Linked DNA regions of Gossypium arboreum: region 2 is linked to region 1. A link is a contact called in public Hi-C data. All regions are on one chromosome and are shown on one strand. Each heading gives the region's core, a stretch centred on a gene start, on an enhancer-like site or on the middle of the called end of the contact. The rest is flanking DNA. Distances are from core to core; before and after follow the strand shown.

Region 1 (7,076 bases), core at 2,442-4,941:
CTAAAAAGGGGTTGGATTGATATCCTAGTGTGGTCCAGGTGCTACAATAAATTCCTCTAGGGATGGGATACGACCCCACCACTCAAGCATCACCCCCATGTGCTATCCCACAACAACGTACTTTCCAACTACTGTAACCCTCTACGTACAACACATGCATACATACATGTACACCTTTTGAGAAATGAATAAAAAGGTTAATTTCTTTTTAACACCCTGTTTTTCTTCCCAAATAAGGACTATAATGCTTCCTGGATTTAGTGAAGCAAAAGGGTTAGATTGGATAAAAATCACTATAGCTGGATGTGAATTAAAACAACAGCCGAACTAGTTAAACATTTACTTAAATTAACATCAGCTCAAAGTACCATCCTCATGAAAATTAGTGACTAAAGGAAAAGGAATCAATTTTCTACCTTGCCCTTAATTTGTACCTAAATTCCTGTTTCATGTTTCAACAACGACTTCCTTTCTTACAAAAGAATTTGCCATAAAAGTAAAAGAATCTAAAAGTAGGGTAACAAAACCTTACATGTACTGAAGATTTATCACCAATTTTACATGTGCCCTATGTCAAAATTCATGTTATTCTTCTGTCCATGTAACTATATTTCTTCTCCTATTGAGGTCGGACTCGGAACTGCAAAAGTTTCGTTTTGGAATGTGTCAGTTGCATTCACGTGATCCACATTTTCCTACAAAGTCGCTACTCTGATCCTCATAGTACCTGCTCGCCAATCAAGTCTAGACCGACCAGAAGGAACGATATCCCTTGAAATAGCAAGAAATAGAAATGGATACCCTGTGCAGATAGGAGGCTTCTGGCTGAAGCTGTTAGAAGAAGGAATGCCAGAGCTAACTCCTTAGTGTATATCCTATTATGCTTAGTTTTCCTAGTCTTTTGTTCTTGCTTAAGATCTGCTTGGATCTCATCGAGATTGGGTTCGGATCCCACACGCTGATGTTTTGGCCCTTTCTCAACCAAGGAGACAAGATCACCCTCGGATGATCGACCGAATTTTTTTGTAACAACCCACTCATATGAACTACCAAGTTGGAAAAGACCAGAGACCATGGCATTGAACTTGGTCACTGACATGGTGTTCTCAAAAAGAAGGTAGGGAACAATGAAGGGGAACGATTTTGGGGCAGGAAGGATGTTGAGGAATGACATTGTAGCAGGGATGTAACAAACAACCCATGCTGGAAGCTCGGCCTCCGGAACAAACATAGTCATTGGGAGAATTATGCAGAAAAGAGTGAAAGAGTAAAACGGTAGGATCAGTTTCCTAAGCAGGAAGAAGAGAAAGATCATATTGAATTTCTTCCACACACTAATCTGCATCAATAAAATACTGAATAAGAACAAAGTTCATCATCACATGTTTAAGCAAAGACTAATTCAAATATGTATTCACCTTAGCACGGATAATATCCGGCAAACAGAGGCGGAACAACTGCATTGGTCCAGAGTGCCATCTGTGCTGTTGTTTTCTATAAGCTTCATAAGATTCAGGAAGTTCACACTGACACTGAACAAATAATAAAGACCAAAAACATTAACTACCGATCAAGAAAGTAACTATCAGTATAACGTATCAAACTAGAACCATACCTCAACATCATTGAGGAAGATGAACTTCCATCCGCGAAGATGAGCACGGACTGCAATATCCATGTCCTCAACTGTAGTCCTCTCCAGCCAACCACCCGACTCCTCCAAAGCCTTAATCCTCCAAACCCCAGCAGTTCCATTGAATCCAAAGAAATTAATGAAAACACCATTCACTTGCTGTTCTACCTCAAAATGGAATGACAAATTTATGTTTTGCAATCTTGTTAACAAATTCTCATCCTTATTCACAAACGACCACCTTGTCTGAACCAACCCTAAATCCTCATTATCCTGTAACAACCATAAAACCAAAAATAAGATTCAACTTCAACTAATCCTAGACATACTAAATAGTGCTTCGATTCTCAAAATTGCACCCAATTTAAATCAGAAGGCAGTTAATTTAGTTACCTTAAAATGGGGGACAGTTCTTTTGAGGAAATCAGGGGAGGGCTGGAAATCCGCATCGAAAATGGCAACAAATTCATAGTCTTTAACATAACTACAACTCATGGCAGACTTAAGATTACCAGCTTTATAGCCATCTCTAAGTACACGGTGCCGATACACAATGTGGGCACCTTCTTGTTGCCATTTATGCACTTCCTCTTTAATAAGAAGCTGAGTCATTGGATCATCGGAATCATCCAAAACTTGAATCAAAATTCTCGACTTTGGCCAGTCCAAACTGCACACTGCAGCTATGGATTGTTGGTAAACCTGCAAAAACAAATATTTAAACCATCATTAAAAAAAAAAAGGTTCCTTTTAAAATGATGAAAGAAAAAATTTATCTTTGGATTTCTAGTTTTTACCTCTTTTTCATTACACATAGGGATCTGAATGAGAACCATAGGGAAGAAAGAGTCTTCCCCAGATTCAAGATCTGCAACAGCTTCGTGCTTGGGGATTGGCTTGATCTTTTTTAATCGGATCCAAAAACAACCCAAACAAAGAATTAACCTATCCATGCTTTGGATAAGGAAGAGAACAATGCAGACATTGGCGAGGAACTGAAGAGGAGGGGCCAGATAAGCCACTCGAATCAAAACCCAATGAGTGTATAACCAATCGAACAAATCTTTGAAACCAACCGGCACCGAGAGAATATATTGTAATTGAAGATTTGGGGCACCAAAATGCCAGCCTTTGAAATACGCAGCAATCTCGAAACAGAATAATAATAATGATAGCCAAAGGAACACTTTGATGCAGTTATAGAAACCGGTTTTAACGGCTTTGTTTTCGTCGGTTTCGATGTCGTTGTCGTCTGTTCTTCCGGAGGCGACTCGGCGACGGATGGTTGAGCCGAAACTTAGGAATGTGGAGGTAATGGAGGTTAAGCAGCCGGCAGCACGGTGCGCTTTTAACAGGAGAACCCAAGTGAGTTGCTTGGCGTTTTTGCCACGTATTTTTTCTCGCGAACCAGTCGGGGTGCTGCCGATGAGGAAATCTTCTTCCGATGGAGCTTCGAGCTCGACCATGGACCAGTTGGGGTTTTCCATTTTCACAACCAACGAGGTTCCTTTATGGCTGCCCTTCGCCCACCACGGCGCCATTGTTTGCTTCTTTAAAACTCCGAAATGTAGACGCAATATCAGATGACAATGGAAGAAGAAGAAAGCAAATAAACAAGCGTGGTCTCTCTCTAAATCATGGCAATGGCGACCCAAACTTATACCAACAAGAAAAGAAATTAAAAAAGAAAAAAAGCTTTGGTTTTCAAAGAGGAGCTTCTAAGCTCTTCACATTCAATTACAGCTTGGTAAAGGAGATGCCATTACTAATGACAGATTTATACAGAGATTATGTTCATAATTTTACAGAGAAAAGAGAAACAGAACTTGGTGTTGTTGCGACGATGACAGATTTTGTTGTTCTCGGAGTTGTTTTTCCTTTTCACCTACTGATTTAAATTTTTATAACTCTCAGCAACGACATGCAACAATAATATGAAGCCTAAAAACTGTAGAAACAATAAATTTGATGGGATGAATTTTACAGTGCGGTCAAAACGAAGAGATGTAAAATTTTATTGTTTGTTGTTTCTTCTGTGTATGAGAGGAGGAGAATTGAAAGGGTTAATGAATAATGGGTAAATCCCATTTTGTTTTTGAGGATAGGAACAAGTTTCCTATTTTTACTGCAGTAACTAGTAAATTGGAAAATACCCTTCATTGGAATTTCGAATCTTCTATTTGGGATATCTTATGGTTATGGTTTTTGTTTCACGGTCCATTTCAGCGCGTGTTCCACAGTAATCTAAACTTTTTGTTGTTGTTTTGTTGTAATTTTATTATTATATTGTTATTATATTATTATTATTTTTTGATATTATATAATTTTATTTTATTGTTAATTTTATTTTTATTTTATAAATATTTTTTCGTTAAGTTACAATTAGCTTAGTATTATTTAAGTATAAATTTTTAATATATTTTTAATTTATGAAAATTATTTATTTTAATATTTTTAAATTTAAAATTAATACGAACTAGTGGAGTGTAACTCAAATCTAATATTTAAAATTTAAGCTATTTTTAGTTTGATCTAAAATTTTGCATCCGTCCCACCTTACCCACCGTTAGATATAGATATGAGGGAAATCAGAGGCTATAAATGCATGTTTCACTTGTGGCCAAGGAAGGATGAAAAGTAATTAAATCTATATATTGGTTTGGATAAAAAGAGTCAAAACTATCCTCAGACCTAAGGCACCGACAAATTGGAGTGAAAGGAGCGAGAAGTCAGAAGGGGAAATCCAATGAGAAATTAATGAAAGACGCGGACGGTGTTACGGTGCTACTTTCGATACATCCTTACTTCTTTTTGTCTGATTCAAAGTCTCACTAAAATAAAATGAAAATGGTGGCAAGGATAAGGTGAAGACATAATTTCAGGGCCTGCTTGCTTGCTCTCTTTTTTCCTATTAGCTTCTCCTCTTTTATTATTATTATTTTGAATTTATAGGCATATTATTGAATTTGATAAATTTTTTATGTTTCAAGAATAACTATAATTTTAAATTTTTCAACAAGATTAAATTTAGATACTTATAATTATATAAAAATATTATAATCACAAATATAAATAATATATTCCAATAAATATAATTAAAATCAAATATTACAAATATTCATAGTGAAATTTAAGATGAAATAATTTTAAAAACTCAAGGTTGCATTTGAAGATGAGGGATTAACATTCTAAAGCCTTATGACTTAAATTATATTCTTCTTTTTCAACCAATACCTGTGTTAAACAAAATGTTTAATTTGTTCTTCACTTGAGAGATTTGTGTTTATCCCAATTCAAATATTCTTTTCCAATCACCTCATATTGGCTTAGCATGCTTCCAAGAGCATTTATTTAACCTAAACTTGTGAGAGTGCTTAGCATATCTTTTTCAATCACCATTTATATTAATTTTCAATTATTCATATTATAACAAAAATAGAAAAATTCGTCAAAGTTGTCTATAGCACAAGATCCAGACAGATTCGAGTAAAGATGAACTTAATTATATTAGAGTTCATGACAAATAAATTTAATAAGCTTCAAAGTTCAAAGAAACAAGATTGAGCTTAAAAAAAATCAAGCTTTTGATTTTTGGAAATCTTAATTCAAAATTGAGAATTTTGGATGCAAACATGCTTGAAAATTTTTATTGGGTGCCAATGATCAATTCAACATGTACGGATGATGAGAAATTTATTAAATTCAATTCATTGAAGATGCCAATTTTTAACTCTAGAAAATCAGTCAATTTAAGATGCACTTTTGGATAGGTACTAGACATTTCTTGGGTCGGGATATCCGTTGACCAATGACAGAACTAGTTCTTAGCTTCGAAACACAATTTGATTCATATTATTTTAAGCTTAAGAGCTTAAGTTATGGTTGTGTAATACCCAAAATTTTCAATATAACAAATGATATTGTTCCAATAACATACATGGTAAATTTATCAAGAAAATGGATTGAGTGTATTGAAATTTGGTTTGACAAAAAAGGGTAAGTAAAATAAAACAATTTGGAATTTGGTTAAAGTTAGAGGACTAAAAGTGATAATAGACCTAAAGAAGAAAAGGTGGAGTCACAAATAAATAGATGATTTTCTAATGTGTCATGAAAAAAAAAATATTGATAGGTGGAATTGGAAAATAATGGTATGGACTAAATTAAATAAAATAGAAAAATTTAAGTGTAACATTCCCAACACCCAGAGATAAGAACAGTTTTAGCATGGATCTTACTCGTGTTAGAATTTTTGAATTAAATAAAATAGAATTTTTAATATTAGTGGAGAATCTAGTTGGAGATTATAAGAAATTAAAAATACTTTTGGATTTAGAGAAATTAAATTAAGGTATTGACCAAATTGTAAAGGTGTGAGAAGTGTTGGGCAAAAGTGTGAAAATAAAAAATAATTGGATTAGATATATAGGAAAAAGAGGAAGGACTTGAAGGGAAATTTTACCAAGAGAGTACATTAGCAGTTGGATGAAATTAAAATGCAATGTGGTTCACATGTTTGGCATGATGATAATTTGATTTTTTTAGTTAAATATTACTATTAATTTAAAATACAAAGTTAATAAAATATTTGTGTAGAAAGATGTAGAAAAGAAAAAAAGAAAAAGAAAAAAAAGATATCATCCATCATCAGTTCATCCTCTCTTCTTGGTTTCTCATATTGAGCCAAACTTTTGTTTTCTTTCATTTAGGTCCTTGTCTACCTTTTTTCAACCCTTTTAAGCTCAAACTTCAAAAATTCTTCCATAGATTTTTAGTGAAAATAAGAGAACAACGCCATGGCAAGATAAGTTTCTTGTGAAGCTAGTTGGAGTTCATATTTGATGAGGAAAAAAACTTGAAGATGGATGTTGGAAGTGGAAGAGAGTATGGGTAGGTGGAGAAATTAAGGTAAGTTTTTCAAATTATTATGTTATATTTATTTGATTATACAATTTAATGTGAAACTGTAATAATTAAGTGTATATAATTATCTTTTATGTTCAAAGTGATGGAAGTATTATATTTATGTATGAAGTGAATGATTTTACAAATAATTTGGTGGATGATTTGAAGTGAATAATTGAAAGTAAGAAAGTGAGGGTGTTTTTACTAAGAATAGTTTAATTTGAAATTAATTATTTTGAATGATGGAATGTGTATTTACCATGTCGAATGTGGTAAATATCTATTTTGAATACTATTTAGATGAGTAAATTGAAAAATAATTTGTTAAGTGATTTATTTGATAAAAATTGAAGTAAGGACCAAATTGTATGATTATGAAATATGAAAATTGAAAGGTTTATTTCAAAACATGAGTTTTAGAACTAATTTACATGGTTTGAGAATTTACAATTCTAAAAACAGAATATGAAAGTTTAATTATTCTAAAATTAGGGACTAATTTGAGGAAAATTTGATAAGATGGTTAAATTATATAATC
Region 2 (7,076 bases), core at 1,893-4,392, 210 kb after region 1:
TTGAGGGTAAACCGCATGAATAGAACCCAGATCGTCTCCTTGCCCATTAGCTCTGGTTTCCAACAGTGCACTGCACCCGGAACACTGGATATATATAAACGGACACCTCGATAGAATCAGGTTATAACTCCTTTGTCAACTGTTAAAATGCCATAAATGTCACTTGTCACAGCCACCGTGCTTGTTGAGACGGCAAGAAATATCATCATCCATGATATTAGTCTATCTTTCTTTGTTGCAATTCCATGTCCCTGCATAAAGAACCCAGTAGCTAATCTTCAATACTAGTTTTAATGTCTGGTGCACTCTGTTATAAACATATATAGTACTACACCATCTAACAAGGGGTTGCATGAAAGTTCATTTGACACTGAATTCAACAAAACATCTATTACTTTACCTAAGGGTGATGGCAGCTGGAAAGATATAACCAACACAAACTGCGGCGGTGGCACCAGTGAACTGGAAGGCATCCCAGATGCTAGGAATAAAGTTGGCTCCCATAAAGATAAAACCCATAAGAGCTACTGTCATTGAGAAGAACCTCTTTTCGGAAAAGGCAATAGGAATGGCATATGGAAATAAAAGACCATCTACGTTGAGACGAAGGGAGAAAAACACAATTGGGAAAACAAGCATCAAGTGAAGCCCGTAGCTCACTCTGATCAAGTCATCGAGCAACGAGCTATACGGAATTCCAAGATCACCATCAAAATTGGCAAGCACATCATCCAAAATATGATCTCCAAACAGAACTAATCCGAAGAAGCTGGTGGCAATGTAGAGAGAAGAGCAAAACATGAGGGACTTCCTAACAATTAACTTCATCTGTGTAGGGTCTCTCAGTTCATTCGCTATTGGGAGTACTGCACAGGTGTATCCAAGACAAAAGGAAAAAGATAAAAACAAAAGGGTTGATCAATTGTCATATAAACAAGCATATATTAAAATTTTAACAATATTTGCCATGTAAGGAGGAGAGTTGTTGGAACACTTATTTCAGAGAAAACTTTTGTTACAATAGCGCATCATATTTGTAATTCTATGTAATGTTGAACCATAAATGGATTACTTGTTCTTCGCAGAGTTTTAGGTATCAACAGGTACATTAAGCATCTCTTACCGTTAAAGCATTCAATCAACTCAAAGATGCAACTAATTTGGTACAAATTGGAAGATAATCAACTTGAACCAACAACTAAACAAAACCAAATTATGATAATAAATACTTAGAAGTGTAGAAGGAATCAATCTCTGATGACTTACCGTTATGGTGGCATATATAAGCAGTGACTAGAACAGGAACAGTGGTGAAAAGCTTCCAAAACGATGCCTGGTTTTCAAGTTTCGGCATTAAACGAGGCATTTCGATTTTCCCTTCCATCAACTTAACAATGGTAACTCCCGCTGTTATTGCCACAAATACAATCACGAAACCAACTGACAATGCCGATGTGTATCTCAATGAATCTAAAATCACGAAAAACAACAAGCATTCAATAAAAGTATAGCAGCAATTTAGAATTTTTGAGGAGTGAGTTAGTTACCAACGCGTTTGAATGAAATGAAAGGTGCGAAAACGAAGAGCGTGGTGAACATGAGCAAAGCCGAACGCGTTGTCCACCAGTGTTCACCGAACCATTCTTCCATAACTCCCTTGTGGTGGAACCCATCCTCCCATGTCCCCGACAACACATCACCTGCAATCAATTCAAATTCAGAGGTGATCGAAGGGCAATTAGTCGTTCCACGAAGCTTAATTTTTTTTTCTTTTGGGGGAGGGTTTCAAACTTACCTATGATGATCATGTAAACCACAAGCATGCCCAAATTGTTGATGACGATGCAAACCTGAAGGATGTTACGGCCGGTCCCACCGAAAGCGTCAGCGGCAACGCCTGAATACGTGGCCGACTTGGAGGCTCGACTGAACCTAAGTATCTTATCGATGGATGATCCCGTTAGCATAGAGACGAATATGATTGCGAATAGACCCGGGATTAGGCCCAACTGATTGACGGTGGCTGGGAGCGCCATGATACCGGCTCCCACAACTGTGGTCGAGAGGTTGAAAATGGCTCCTGAAGTTGAAGCCCCATCAAAGCCGGCTTCGGGAGTCTCGAGTACTCGGTAGCCCTGCTTTTGTGGGAGGAGAGCCTCTCCTCGGGGACTCCGTCGGTGTTTACTGTCTGAGAAGGAGGGCATAATATTCATTTTCATCACTTTGGTGGTTAAAGCCGTTGAATGAGGCCGTTCAAGAAGAAGAGACTTAGGAAGTTTTTGAAGATGATAGCAAGTCCCGAGTCGGGAAGGTCTTCACGCGGGAAGTGACCCGACGATAAATTGCGAACACGTGTAACTACCGTGAAAGTTTCCAGAAAATAGAAACGCAGCCAGCGAGAGAGGGTCCTTTGGGCTTTGAAGATTTCGTCCGTCACGGCCTTTCTTTTTGGTGTAATTTTATAGATCGAAAGGGAAAGGCTCCAATAACACAACGGTTACGGGAAGTACAAGGAAAGCGAATGGCGACTTGACACCTATAAACCAATGACCTCATCTCCCTACATGAAAAAAAAAAAAAAAAAACCAAGCTTTTGGTTGCTCAAAATGGAAATTTTATTAAACCTTCCTGTTACTTCTTTCTGTTATAGTAAAACTGCATTCTTTTTTTTTTTTTGGTTCAATTATTAAATTACATTTTGTTTTACCAAGAAAACGAGAATTTCATTGGTGTAAATTATGTTTTTTCTGCCATTTGAGAGCCTTTTTTAGCTTTCAGTTTGCAACAGCTAGGCTAACCATTAAAGAGTCCATAAATGGACCATTGTCCTTCGGCCAACCCTAATTTGCTTGTGGGTGGGTTAATAATGCCTAACGTGGTCCCTTTAATTAGTTAATTCAAGTACCAAACCCGGGTGGTACGTTCACCTAGCTTTCAACAACGCTGTGGTTTGAATCTAAAGCACCTGCACTGCACTTTACCATTCCACCCACAAGCAAATTACCATCCATAAAGTAGGGGAAAAAAGGACTGAAATTACCTCGTAAGTTAAAGATGGATCAAGGGTTTCATCATATAACTTGGGTCTCTGACATTTTCTCAAAGTAACTTCATGCAAGGTGCCATAGCATGGTACTGTGCTACTGTCAATATTTAACTAATATCAGAGGGTTAACCATACTAAAACAGTTAAATCCAACACAAGGTATTTCAGGCTGCATTCCATGCATGTATGCCAGATATATGACCAAGGCACAACATCACATTGATAAAGTGTTAGTATCAAGTAAACAAGATTAATACTTGGCCATGTTAGAACTCACAAAAGTTTCCATCATCTTGCACATAGATAATTCAATGTTTTCTCTTTCTTTTGTTGCTTCCCTTGATCTTCTTGTCCGGAGCTGTCTGTGAAGACTGCAACTTTACGCCTACAGCTGAACTCCACAAAGCCCTTTCTACATCTGAAGGTCTGAAGAAGTCACCCATTGAACTTAGTTCCTGTAATAAGAAACATAGATCATCCTTTTCGGAAAGGTATTTCCTGGATCAGGCACATAGATGAATGATTAATTGATCCTTCCCCATAACAACATGCATTACATTATGAGAAAATATTTTTGTTAGCCTATGAATAAAGCCAACAAAGGTACGTAGAAGGGGCACAGACTGAGGACGAAGTGAAAAGCTTATCACTTGTCAACATCAAGAATTCACATCTTTCCTTAATCAATTTTATCACTGGTAGGCTATTAATTTTAGGTCATAAGCAGTATAGCCAAAACTTCAGTGGCTTCTACACTGATTGAATAAGTTCTTCAAACAGACATACAATGGGCAAAGGTTCCAGTGGATATTAACAATTAGAGAATACTAGAGTTGCCTTGTTGTTCCTTAAGGAATATGATAGCGTTGCCCGGTCAAAACGCAATTAGCCAAGAATCAGAAACAAGGAAAACTAGAGACGGATTAAGGATCACCTATCAACAACATAAAACATTCAATAGAAACAAAACAATAAGACTGGCATCAGAAAGCTACAAATTCAGTGAGACAACAATGAAGCTTCAGAACAATATAAAGCGACCCTTGACCAGCTATCAACTCTGAAAACAATGAGTTCAGGAAAAGAAAGAAAGAACACTTGTGGTCCTGACTCCCGAAACTATGTTATTGTCAAGTAATTTCCCCTGCAAACACCATTTTGGGGAACCATGCAAAGTGTGTGCTCAATCAAAATAAGCAAAAGGAAAATGGAAACGAACTTCAGAACATGAAAATGAAAGAGATTTAGTCAATGGAAACTAAGTTCCACCTAAAATGTACAAAATTGAACTTCCAACAGGCTCCACAAGAAAAAAGATCAACATCTTAAATAGTAAAAGTTAACTAGTTCAAAGCCTAATCGATACCATCTGCAAAAAGCTAAGTATTTTTTAAATATTTCTTATTAAACTGCCATTATACTAACTTGAAAGTTACTAGCATATTTTAATTGCACAACATTGATCATCATCATCAAGACTAAATACAGGTAAGGATCATGCCAAAAGAACAACAATAATAACTCTAATAGGATAGAAAGGAATCTCACCAACCTTAGATTTGCTTTTTAGTTTTTCCACAAATAACAAGTATTGTTTTAACGAATAATCTTTGGAGCTTCCAACCGCAGCCAACATAGCCTTGAATATAAATTAAAAGTCATATCAAATAAAAAACCAATAAAGGAAAGATTGGAGAGGCAGTTACCTCGTCGGACATAAACGGCGCCGTTTCAGGAGCGTAGGCGGCGAGAACAGCGGAGGCAGTAGCGGCGCCGACTCCTTTCAAAACCGTAAGCTCGGAGATGGCTTTGGAGATGTCGGGAAGGGAGAGGAAAGCCTTTTGAGAAACGGATTGGACGGAAGAGTCGTCCAAAGAGGAAACGAAGTCTAACAAACGAGGCCTCCATTTGCCGCGAGTGAGCTTCCATTGCATAAGGCGGGAGAGTTCGGCGGTGGTAATGAAAGGGTTAGGGTTTCGTTGGCGGAGAAGAGAGGGAAGTTCGTGGGTGTAAAATTGGTCGAGAGAAATCAAATTAGGCTTGTTTAGAGATTGGATTCGAGATTTGTAGGAGGAGAGAGCTTCTTTCCAAATACTCAAATCTGTGCACTCAAAATCCAGTTCCATTGGGGAAATATTTCCCATCAACTTAGGCAGTTAATCCCTCCATTTAGACAAAAATGTAGGTTTGTTTCCTATTCGAATCAGGTCTTGACAATCCAATCTGGTTTTTTATTTTAAACATGAGATTATAATTTTAGAATTCAGAAATAATTTTGCATGTTACAGTAAATTTTGATGCATAAATATATTTATTTTTTCAAAATTATAATTATTTTAATTATTTAATTTTATGTCATGTTTCTCGTCCCCTGTTTATAAAATATCCATATTATTTCTATATCATATTCTTGTTATATCCATATGTTAAGTGTATTATAAACTTATATATAATGTTCACATCTTAAAAACTTCTGGTACGAGTTGTGTTTATGGTATTTGCTATTGTATTTTATTTTATATAATTTATTATAGCAACACAATTTTAAAAAATAATTTTTATATTCGTGTTGTCTTTAAGTTTTTTCGTATTTTGCATAATTTATTATATTGATTCAATTTATAAAAAATGTGTCTGCATTGTGTTTTTTTATACAATAACTACAACTACTTGCAACTCCTCCTCAATCATTAAATAGGAGGATAACGCGCTTTTAAATGCACTTAAACTCACTTCCTTCTACATTGGTAATAATGTCGATACCAATCGAACTAGGGCATCGATCTAGTGAGAAGTAAAAACTAGTTGCCTCGTAAATTAGTCCAAATTGATTGAATAGGGTTAAAAAACCATTTGAATTGGCTGTTGAAACAATTTTTATTTTCAATATTTTTAATAATTTATTTGATTTAAACCAAGCTAAAAAACCATTTGAATTGGTAGTAGAACTAATTTTTATAATCTTATTTTTTTTAATTTTTTAATAATTTTTTTGCTTTGAATCGGTTGAATTGGTTGTCCAGGGATCTAATTGACCAAGTTAGTTCAAAACCAGTTCAACTGTTAGTTCAACTGATAGTTCAATTGATTTTTTAGCCCGATTCAACCAAATCATATTAATTTGTAGGTCAATGAGTTTTTTACCTCTCACTAGACCGATATCCTAGTCCGGTCCAGTTTAGATATATTTTGAAAATTTTTATATTTTTAAAATCATTTTTAAAGAGTTTTTATTATTTTATTTCTAAAATTTTAAAATTCAAAAGAAAATTGACATTTTTTAATTTCATTATCAAAACTTGGTTGTCTGATCCATTTGCCTGACTCTCAATTGTCCTTACTATTCAAGACTTCATCACGAACAAGTCCAAGTCTTATTTTGGATGGGGAAGAAACCCCTAGTGTAAACCAAGTTTTTATGAAAAATTATTTACCCAAGTTCAAAATACTCTTTGACAACATGCTGTTTGGCGTGTATTTTGATGGTGCAGATGGTTTTGAGCTTCCATTGTTTGTATTGCGAAATCAAACATTTTTCATAAGGTAGTATTGCTGAAGCGATGAAGAACTTAACATGGAGTTGATTAAAAGTTATTCTGAACTCATCAACTACCAATACTGATTCATATATGATAAAAGAGTTAGTGAATGTTGATAATCCACTCCTTCTTATCCTCAGTCAACCCTGTTTGAATGCCAACAAGAGTGGAGCCCAATGCTTGGCATACAGTGTTTTCACCCACCTTGAACTCAAATCTGTAGCACATGATAATATATGTTAGACGATTTGTGAAGTCAAAATTTCGCTTTAAACAACAAAATACCTTGTGCCTCGGTAAGTAACACTCCCTACAGCAGCAACTCCCACAGCAGTTCCGGTGCAAAAAACTTCATCAGCTTCTGTCAGTTCATGCACTGATATAGATCTTTCCTCTACCTGTTTCAGTTTTAATTATCAATTATGCTATTATGTTCAGTATAAGTTTTGGGAGAACAGAATGATTGACCTGAAAACCAAGACCAAGCGCAA

The links. A called contact is a pair of places that touch in the nucleus more often than the background predicts.
Region 2: a contact with region 1 is called in a Hi-C map of leaf, with 3 times the contacts expected there. The contact joins the promoter of LOC108476377 here to the promoter of LOC108474683 in region 1. A contact is called at or near these places in 2 of 5 Hi-C or Micro-C datasets (both in leaf).

Annotation. Positions count from the first base shown.
Region 1 is chr3:117,662,426-117,669,501 of ASM2569848v2, forward strand. It overlaps LOC108474683 (probable xyloglucan glycosyltransferase 12), which reads right to left and starts at 3,692. Exons shown (of 5, transcript XM_017776680.2): 1 at 2,431-3,692; 2 at 2,027-2,335; 3 at 1,616-1,906; 4 at 1,419-1,532; 5 at 329-1,339. The coding sequence starts at 3,174. The coding sequence ends at 719. It overlaps LOC128290112 (a long non-coding RNA gene), which reads left to right and starts at 6,111. Exons shown (of 3, transcript XR_008279755.1): 1 at 6,111-6,541.
Region 2 is chr3:117,875,939-117,883,014 of ASM2569848v2, forward strand. It overlaps LOC108476377 (amino acid transporter AVT6A-like), which reads right to left and starts at 3,143. Exons shown (of 6, transcript XM_017778584.2): 1 at 3,041-3,143; 2 at 1,796-2,560; 3 at 1,548-1,700; 4 at 1,267-1,470; 5 at 401-866; 6 at 1-251. The coding sequence starts at 2,219. The coding sequence ends at 218. It overlaps LOC108476378, which reads right to left and starts at 5,460. Exons shown (of 3, transcript XM_017778585.2): 1 at 4,753-5,460; 2 at 4,599-4,685; 3 at 3,153-3,501. The coding sequence starts at 5,190. The coding sequence ends at 3,355. LOC108475731 (branched-chain-amino-acid aminotransferase 2, chloroplastic-like) reads right to left here. Exons shown (of 9, transcript XM_017777721.2): 7 at 7,054-7,076; 8 at 6,871-6,983; 9 at 6,555-6,802. The coding sequence ends at 6,688.